Regions from separate parts of the Mus musculus genome. Here region 1 is linked to region 2. Evidence: chromatin contacts called from public HiChIP or PLAC-seq data. All regions are on one chromosome and are shown on one strand. Each heading gives the region's core, a stretch centred on a gene start, on an enhancer-like site or on the middle of the called end of the contact. The rest is flanking DNA. Distances are from core to core; before and after follow the strand shown. Region 1 has its middle 110 kb from the start of Gm22284. Region 2 has its middle 96 kb from the start of Gm12159.

Region 1 (4,887 bases), core at 975-3,474, 320 kb after region 2:
GAACGTGTCTGCACTGGGCTCTGAACACACTGACATGAAATTAGAAGAATCTCCCCAAGGCTACTAAGATGCATTAGAAAGGACCCTCTCTTGTGAGACTATGCCGGGGCCTAGCAAACACAGAAGTGGATGCTCACAGTCAGCTATTGGATGGGTCACACGGCCCCCAATGGAGGAGCTAGAGAAAGTACACAAGGAGCTAAAGGGATCTGCAACCCTATAGGTGGAACAACATTATGAACTAACCAGTACCCTGGAGCTCTTGACTCTAGCTGCATATGTATCAAAAGATGGCCTAGTCGGCCATCACTGGAAAGAGAGGCCCATTGGACTTGCAAACTTTATATGCCCCAGTACAGGGGAACGCCAGGGCCAAAAAGGGGGAGTGGGTGGGTAGGGGATTGGGGGGGGGTGGGTATGGGGGACTTTTGGGATAGCATTGGAAATGTAAATGAAGAAAATACCTAATAAAAAAAAAAGAAAGAAAGGACCTTGAGGTTTCCACTGGCCTAAGACGTGAGCTTTCTGATAGACGAAACTATACCAAGAGATCACACTAGCAGCACCAAACAATAAGCAGACACATTACATCCTGAATAATGTGTGTTTGCTATTTTGAAGCTAGGGAAATAAAAATGTATCTTACTTATCTATATGAACTACATGGGAATGGGTGACACAGCAGATGAAAGAACGTCTTTATAAAAAGTGCTACAGTCGGGTGGTGCTGGCGCACACCTTTAATCCCAGCACTTGGGAGGCAGAGGCAGGTGGATTTCTGAGTTCGAGGCCAGCCTGGTCTACAGAGTGAGTTCCAGGACAGCGAGGGCTATACAGAGAAACCCTGTCTCGAAAAACCAAGCAAGCAAACAAATAAATAAATAAAGATTAAAAGTGCCACAATAGTGCAGTCATGAGATCCACTGCAGCTGTCTATATTGAACCTGTACAAGACTGAGCCCATCCATACTCATTTTGTTTAAGATTTATTTATTTATTTATTTATTTATTTATTTATTTATTATGTTATATGAGTACATTGTAGCTGTCTTCGGACACACCTAAAGAGTGCATCAAATCCCATTACAGATGGTTGTGAGCCACTATGTGGTTGCTGGGAATTGAAATCAGAACATCCGGAAGAGCAGTCAGTGCTCTTAACCACTGAGGCATCTCTCCAGCCCCATACTCAATCATTAATGGGAAAGGACTTATAGGGTTATGGGGACCTGCATCTCCGAGCTGAACTACTGGTTACTGATGGATGCCCAGGAGATGGATAGTCACTGGTTTCTGTTGTGTACCCACCGTTGAGCTCATCAGAGGCCATGGGAGAATGCTGCCTACTGACTTGCTCCCAGTGGCTTGCTCCATTTAGGTTTTAGAGAACCCAGGACCACCTACATGTGGATAGTACAACCCCACAGTGGACTGAACCCTCTTCCATCAAGAAAATGCCTCACGGACTTGTCTACAGAACAGTCTTATGGAGGCATTTCTCAATCTCTTTCCAGGTGACCCTTGCCTGCATCAAGTTAACAAAAAATGTAACCAGCCCAGGCAGAGATAGGATTCAAGGGTAGACGCACTGCCACTAAGCCGGAGCACCTGTAGTTATATATCCCAAGGACATACATGGTGAAAAGTTAGAAGTTGTCCTCTGAGGTCTGTACACATAAAGTACATTCATACATGTAATGACATACATGTAATTGTTTTTAAAGGCAATGAAGAAGGGGGAGCCATAGACTTGAAAAGATCTATAACATTTAAAAATCATATACACGAGCAAGACTAGAGGATGAGGTAATGTCCACAGCTGATAAAGCCATAGACCAGTGTAAGACGCGGGTCATTAAAAAGTAGTTATTTTCAGAGAAGGGGACTTGTTACAGTTGGGACAGACAGAGTTACATGTGCAGGCAGCTGTTCCACTTCTTCATTTGTGGAGTGACTGTAATGTTATTTACTATCTACCAATTCAACAAGCTGCACACTGGCTTTGTTTTTCTAGATGTCTAATTTCAGGGATGTGTGTTGAAAACTTTAATTACGGTGATAATTCACTTGCTTTGCGCATGAAGTTACTGTTCGGACACGACTAAGATGCAGTCCCCTAAGCAAAGGCCTACGTTTCCTTCCCTTTTTGAAAGAACTGGGATATCATAACTAGCGCCTGTCCATGGTTCCTTGATTAGACACACAGCAGAACCCACTGAAGCCTCACTGAAAGGTCTGTGACTTGGTTAAGAGAAAAGGCAAACACTCCACATACTACACCATGATGCACTTCCTCCATGATGCCTCTCCCTGCCAGGGAGAGGCTTCAAGTCTCCAGTCCCAGGATGGGAAGCTTACTGCTTTATGTTCCCCAGTTTTATAGTCCAGGCTCTTCTGTTTGTATTTCTTATACTCTTTGGAAATGTCATACATGTATCCAATATATCTACCTCCCACTCCTTCCCTGCAACTCCCCTTGGCCTTCCCTCAACACAACTTCTTCGAAATTTTAGGTCCGTCTGTCTGTCTTTTCCTCTCTCTCTCTCTCTCTCTCTCTCTCTCTCTAACTAGTTCTGCCCATATGTGTGAGCAGCCTACCCATGGCTACAACCCCAAAGAAAGTTGACTCTCCCTCCCCCTGAATGTATCAGCAGCCAGCCATCTGCCCCTCGGCTGAGAATGGGGCCTCAGGAGCCCTCCCTGCCTCATTGCTCCACACTGGATTAACTGACTTAACCGTGCTCTTTTCCAGGGTCTGGCACCAACCAGCCTTCCCACCTTCCCCATTCCCTGCTTCTCAGATACTTCACTCCACCTAGCTGCTCTACTTTGGGACTTCAATTTTCTGTCCGTCTTTTCCTTACTTCCCTCTTCATGGCTCCTCTACTCAATTTTCCCCTTTCCTTTGCCTCAGTACTACTTCAGTTATCCTTTAAGATACAGCTCTGTCCCCACACTCTAAAGTAATGCTTTCTTAGTCAGCCCCATTTTCCTTTATGTGCATTTCAAGATTGTCCAATACCACTATTAGACACTTGGTGTATCTCACTTGTAAGAGCATTTATTATTATTATTTTTTTTAGGGTCATCTGCCAATTTGTTTTGTATTAAGTCTGAGGCTATAACTGGTCCATTGTACATTTTTAAAGAATGCCGTCTGTGATGCTTTTTAGATGGGTAGTGGATAAGTGACTGGGTGAGTGGGGTGGATAGGTAGCTGAACTGGTAGTGGGTAGGCGTGTATGAACAGGTGAATGGACAGATTGGTGGATGGATAGATGGAAGAGTGGATGGGTGGATGGATAGATAGGTGGGTGGGTGAGCAGGGTGGACAGGTGGGTACATAGGTAGATAAACTGGTAGCCGAGTGGATAGGTGAATGTATGAATAGATGGATGGATGGATGGATGGATGGATGGATGGATGGATGGATGGATGGATAGGTGGGTGAGTGGGTGGGTAGGTAGGTGGTTAGACACATGGATAGGTTGCTGGATGGATAAATGGATGAATGGATGGTTAGAAGGGTGGATGGGTAGATGGATAGGTGGGTGGTCAGTAGATGATTTGAAGAACAAACCGAATGATACTATGTTGGAAAGCATCGGCAAGTACTGACAAATGTGGCCTGTTTATAGTCAATGGAAATAGAATGATGATTCCCCACTTGGGCAATGGCAAAGGAGTCACTGCAAAGGAGTCACTGGTCAGCTATTAACACTTACACATTGGGTGCTTGGATGCCCAGATGCTAAAATGAAAGTGGAGGTCTCAGAGCATGAGAATAGCTGTGATAAATCTTTCAAAACTCCAGCTTCACTCACGCCAGGACACTTAAGCAGGCCACCCATTGAAAGTTTGAAACCTCATGCAGACATTTTAAGAATAAATATACTATATGCTTTATACATTTTACGAAGATTTATGATCAGAATTACTAATGGCAAGTTCGGTGGCAGACAGGAGCAGTTGGATAAAAGACCTTTAGAATCTAAAATCTAGGTATGTAGTAGGTGCCAAGAAAAATATAAGGTCCTATCCCTGAGCTGTACAGGTGACATCTGTACAAAGAACAAAGAGTAAAGTCCTTGATACGTGTCAACTATTTCAGAGCACTCCCAAAGTACAAGGAACAGCTCAGATCACCATGCCAATAAAGTGACATGGGCCGTCTCTGAGTCCCTTTCTTAAGTAGTCATTGGCCCACATCCTTCTGAAGAAAAGCTTCAGGAACAGGTGTGCAAGAAGCAAACAGATTGGAAAGTTTGAGCTCAACTGTCAGTGGAACAATATTAGAGGTTTAAAAAAAAAAATTTGCACGGGGCTCTCCCCTGCAGGAAAGCAGGGAGTGGTCTCCTATGTCAGGAGGAACGTTAAAGCAGCCATCACATATGGCTGTGTATTTAGCTGGGTTGTTATCCCTGTTTTACTGATGACACAAGCCAAGATTCAGAGAGATAAGGAGAGCTGGCCAAGGGCAGGAGAGATGGTTTAGCAGTTTAGAGCACTGGGTGATCTTCCAGATGACCTGGGTTTGACTCCCAGCACCCACGGAGCAGCTCACTACCGCCCTCTTCTGGCTCCTCAAGCATCATGTACACAAGTGGTACAGAAAAATATACATGGAGGCAAAACCAGCAGACGCATAAAAAAAAAATTGTTCACATTTTTAAAAACCATGTTTGAAAAGAAATAATTGCCCAAGACCACAGAGCCAATCAGCATCAGAAGTAGGAGTTCAACCGATGTTGGTTTTCTCCTAAATGCCAGCACATTGTACCACAAGGCAGAACTCATAGCACATGTCAGTGAAGTCACCTACCTCATTATCATCCCATTTCATGGATGAAGAAACTGAGTCCATTCAAGATAAACCAGTCCATCCAA
Region 2 (4,834 bases), core at 2,200-4,699:
AACATGACAGACAACATGCCAGGACTATGGTGGTGGAGCAGAAAGCTAAGAGATCACATCTTCACCTGAAAGTATGAAAGTATAGAGAGTGAGTGAAGTGGGCATGAGGTGAGGCTATAAATATTCAAAACTTGCCCCCAGTGACATGCATCCCTCCAGCAAAGCAGAGTCTCCTAAACACTGTACCACCAACTGAGAACCAAATGTTCAAAAACCAGAGCTAAATGGGAACATTTCTCATTCAACAATTTAAATGAGAGGACATTGTTAGGTCTCAAACATTTATCTTTCAGGGCAAAAGGCTAACTGGGATGCATGTTAATATATAAAAGCTGATGCTGGTGACAGGTTTTCCCAGCATCCCTCAGTCCCTACCGGCTATAGGGTCCCCCTGGCTATGGTATACCCCTCCACAAATGCCTGAACTTCCAGCCCAGGGGCTGGTCTGCCCCTCCCCTATATATGCTGTTATTCCCTATATAATGTGGCCATTTTGGCTAAGCAGGGCCCTTTACCTTTTGCCCTCGTGGCCTTCCCTGCAGGTTCCCCTCTCTTTCTCTCAATGTCCCCCCCCCTTTCTTCACATAGCCTAGCTAAAGGGCATGTTCACACTGGACGCTTCCAGATGCCACTGGTTATGCTCACACTCATATCTACAATAAAACTCCTCCAACATACCCAGGAGCAGTCCTGTATCTCTCTCTCCCTCTCCCTCTCTCCCTTCTCTCCCCCTCCCTCTCCCTCTCTTTCTTCATTCAATTATCATTCTACCTGTCCTCTTCTGGAAAGATGTTTGCCCATGGTGAATTAGGATGTGGGAACCTGCCAGCATGGTCCAGTTGGGATGACAGATAAGGAGGCAGTGTCTTTGCCTTCTGGGCAGCAATGGCTTAATATTACAGATAAGATGAATTCAAAATTTATCTCAACAAGATTTTCCTTTGCAAGATCAGAAACCTAGCACATTCTGCTAAATGCAGGTTATTATCAACACTCAGCTATACTAGCGTTTGGAGCATAAAGAAAGAAAAGCAAATAAATAAATAAATAAATAAATAAACAGATAGATAGATAGATAGATAGATAGATAGATGATAGATAGATAGATAGATAGATAGATAGATAGATAGATAAAAATAAATTACCAAACCAAATCATAAAGCCTACCCTTCTTGAGAATGGGATACATTCTGAGAAATGAGTCATCAGATGAACTGAGCATTGTGGGAATGCTACCATGTGCACTTATTCACAGCTGCATGGTGCGGCCCACTGCACACCTTGTCCTATGGTATATATAGCCTGACATGTAGTCTGTCATCAAAACATCTTCATGTGGCCTGAGACTGAGTAAGAGAACCAACGCTTCACACAAGCAATCTTAAAATTATACATTTATTTATGTTGCATGTATGTGTGTGGGCATGCACACATCACTACCTACATGTGAAGGTTAGAAGACAATTTGTGACTTAGTTTTCTCCTCCTACCATGGGAATTGTAGCTTATTTAGTTCATCATGATCTTACCTGGTTCTATTTGTGTTGCTGAAAAGGGGGAAGGGTTTGGTTCTCTTACAGCTAAGTAATATTCCATCATGTATTTTCTTCATTTGTTCATTAATAGATGGATCCTTAGTTTGTTCCCATGTCTTGTGTACTATAAACCATGCTGTAGTAAACACTAAGTACAAATATCTCTTCAGAATGCCAACTCTTTTCTCTTGGTTATATACCCAGTTATATGATAATAGTAGAATCACCGTGTTATGTAATAATTCTATTTCTACTTTTTTTTTTCTACACTGAATCTTAATTGCCAAAACTTCTAACTTCAGCTACAAGTTGTCTTGTTAAAATCCTTCAATTTAGCCTAAGTGTGATTTTTTGATAACTTCCAGAATTTGCAAAATTCTTCAATTAAAAAAAACACCAGTGCCGGGCATGGTGGCACACACCTTTAATCCCAGCACTCGGGAGGCAGAGGCAGGCGGATTTCTGAGTTCGAGGCCAGCCTGGTCTACAGAGTGAGTTCCAGGACAGCCAAGGTTACACAGAGAAAAACAAAACAAAACACCAAAAGAGTGAGACACGGTGGGTCATGGCTGCAATCATAGTCATCAAATAGTTGAAATGAGTCCCATGAGTCCCGTAGCTTCAGAAGAACCTTAACAGAGACCAAAATCTCTAGCTTTTATTCTGTAGATCATAATCATATCACAAGTATAGACTTAGAAAGTTCAGAAAACCTATTTGTCAGTGCTTCAGGGAAAGTTTAAGTCATAGTCAGGTTTAAACTTCCGAGCCCTTGGCTGAACACTGCTTTCAAGCTATGTATGCTATGTATCTATGTACACTATGAGTACATCAAATATACACAAACAACCTAGTGATACCTGAGACCTTGGTATTATGCAAAGAGTAATACACATGATGTAAATTTCCTATATCATTGATCACCACTTTGCATGTGGAAAACTTCACTAATTACAGATGTATATATGTGGCCACATTTTCTCTAGATGCTGAGACCTCAGAAATGTAAGCTCAACAAAAACTGCCAAGTGAGTGTTGCTTTTCCTCATCAAATGTCACAATGGAGGTGGAGCCCATCAAAAGTGAAGTCACCAAGAATGCTGATTGGAGAGGCAGGAGCAGCGGCTCAGTGGTAAAGAGGACTTACTGCTCTTTCAGGGGCTCCAGCTCCAGGACCTGCTGCTCTCTTCTGGCTTCCATGGGTACCCACAGGCACTTACCAGATGTCCTCACATGCTTGCTGTCCACCCATGTAAACATACAAGCATACAAGGAGGGAAATGCTGGTTTGAAATGGTGAAGGAAGAATCTTAAGGAATTGATTTTAACGGATCTTCTTTTTAAAAAAAAAAAAATAGGTTGATTCGTTTCTGATTTCTGTCCCTGTGAAAACTCGCTTTTTCTTTGGAAGAGAAATTTTATCACAGTAACTGAGGAATGCCTCTTTTTAAAGCAAAAGAATGTCATCACAATGGAACATCTGGTGTTAGGACAGAATATCCCCTGCCTCCAGATCCACATTGTCTACCATGCTGGATCCTCCCTGTATTAAAGCAGATGTTGAGAACATGCCCTTATGCTGGAAATATTTTCCAGGATGGCAGGTGTACATGGACAGGTAAATGAATCTCACAATACCACAGACATCCGGAATATGAAGATTTTGGTTAACCGAGGAAAAGAATTGTTGTCCTGTGTGATTTTGGGAACCTGAAGATCATATCTGCCTTATTCCTCCACTCTTCTTCCATGAAATGATCCCATAGGCTCCTGTGTTTGAACACTTGGACTTCATGGTGGTGCTGTTTGAGGAGGCTGTGAAACTCCAGGAAGTAGAACCTCATAAGAGGAAATAGTTCCCCAGGGGCAAGCCCTTGAGTCTTCCTAGCTAGAGCCCACTTCCTGTTTACTCTCTGCTTCCTGAGTGTGAGTGAAGCTGACTAGCTCTCTTTGGCCTGTGATGCTGTCCCCGGCTCTCTACCCCAGACTTGCAAGCCAAATAAATCTTACCCTACCTTAATTGCTTTCTCTTGTATTTTGATGTAACAACTAGCAAGCCACCCTTCTATCACAGCAATAGGGTGATCTTTAAAGGAAATCCCAGCTTTGGGAAGATTCTCTCTCTGTGTCAAAGTGCCCCTCAGCTCCTCTACCCTGCAACTGCAGGAGTACCCCATGCCATATGTGTACATTGAAAGGGTGTTAACAACTAATTTCCCAAAGAAGAGTAAGGTCATCTTGTTAGGGACACTTGGCGAGCATTTGAGTACTGATTCTATGTTACACATCAATTTAGGATTTGGAAACATAATGAGTCATTTCCAGAAATCTCTGTACCTAGGAATTAGAGAGAACACATGTCAAACAGGAAACATTAACATTAAACAGGCATTAACTGTACTTCTGAGCCATGCTGCAGGTTTTCTCTGGGTCCTTTGGTATCATTGGGCACATATAAAGCCTCAGCAAAGACATAAAGAGTATTGCATTCATCTCTAGCAGCTGGAGTCTGGCCCAGTCAATGTATTTATTATATCTGTTGTCTCCACGTGAGCCCCAGGTACTTCAACAGCTATACTAAGCCTGGCTTCCTGTTCCCAGGTGTGTACCATTCCATCACTGTCTAAACTTGATGCCAGTGCAGGTCTCCACAGTTAGTGGAAAAGAAAGAATAAGATGCATTATAGAGAGGGGCAGGACAAGCTGCAGGGTCAGAAGAGAGGGGTGGTTCAAGCAACTGAGGCAGAATTGTGTACCAGCTTCTGAGCTGTTGGCTGTTAAAAAGCTTCTGTGACCTTTAAGAAACATCACCCAAATTCTCATCTTTGGAGACATGCAATGCTGGGACTTGCTTCTGGAGATGTCTGGGAAGGTCAAGGCTCTCGGAGAGTACTGGCTCTTGCCTTGCTGCTCATACCTTGCACAGCAGCCCTCAAAGAGCAGCCTCAGTGTGTCTTCCTGAAACACCGGAACTGCTGGGAGGTGCCCAACTTCATTTTTTCCGTTTTCTGTGGCTTCTGAGCGCAGATCTCCATGTGTGCCGAGCCAATGAATAGTAAATATCAAGCCCTTGACTTTCTCAGACCTGTGGGACCCGTGTAAGGGGAAAAAGAAAAGGGCTCTCAAGAGTCTCACACTCCTTTCTTTAAGCTGCCATCTCCTCTGTTTGGAGTCCTCTTGCCTGGTGTACAGAGAAGTAATAAAACATGGCAGAGAACAGCACAAGGTTCAAATGTCAGACTACATCTACTTTGGAGTGTTTTATGAAAACAGTGCCACAAGACTCAGAATCAGCCTGA

The links. HiChIP or PLAC-seq counts read pairs in DNA pulled down with a chosen protein or histone mark.
Region 1: a contact with region 2 is called in an H3K27ac HiChIP or PLAC-seq map of large pre-B cells, with 7 times the contacts expected there. The contact joins two enhancer-like sites. A contact is called at or near these places in 1 of 39 promoter capture datasets (the C10 cell line), 2 of 15 datasets of contacts at CTCF or cohesin (large pre-B cells and pro-B cells), 3 of 484 Hi-C or Micro-C datasets (brown adipocytes, liver and pre-B cells) and 1 of 115 datasets of contacts at active chromatin or transcription factors (large pre-B cells).

Annotation. Positions count from the first base shown.
Region 1 is chr11:45,529,322-45,534,208 of GRCm38.p6, forward strand. No RefSeq gene overlaps it. Among named protein-coding and RNA genes, the nearest start is that of Gm22284, 110 kb to the right of the region's middle. Within about 2 kb of position 2,225, at least 6 of the 459 cell types and tissues checked have an H3K27ac peak or open chromatin away from gene starts, as enhancers often do.
Region 2 is chr11:45,210,877-45,215,710 of GRCm38.p6, forward strand. No RefSeq gene overlaps it. Among named protein-coding and RNA genes, the nearest start is that of Gm12159, 96 kb to the left of the region's middle. Within about 2 kb of position 3,450, at least 19 of the 459 cell types and tissues checked have an H3K27ac peak or open chromatin away from gene starts, as enhancers often do.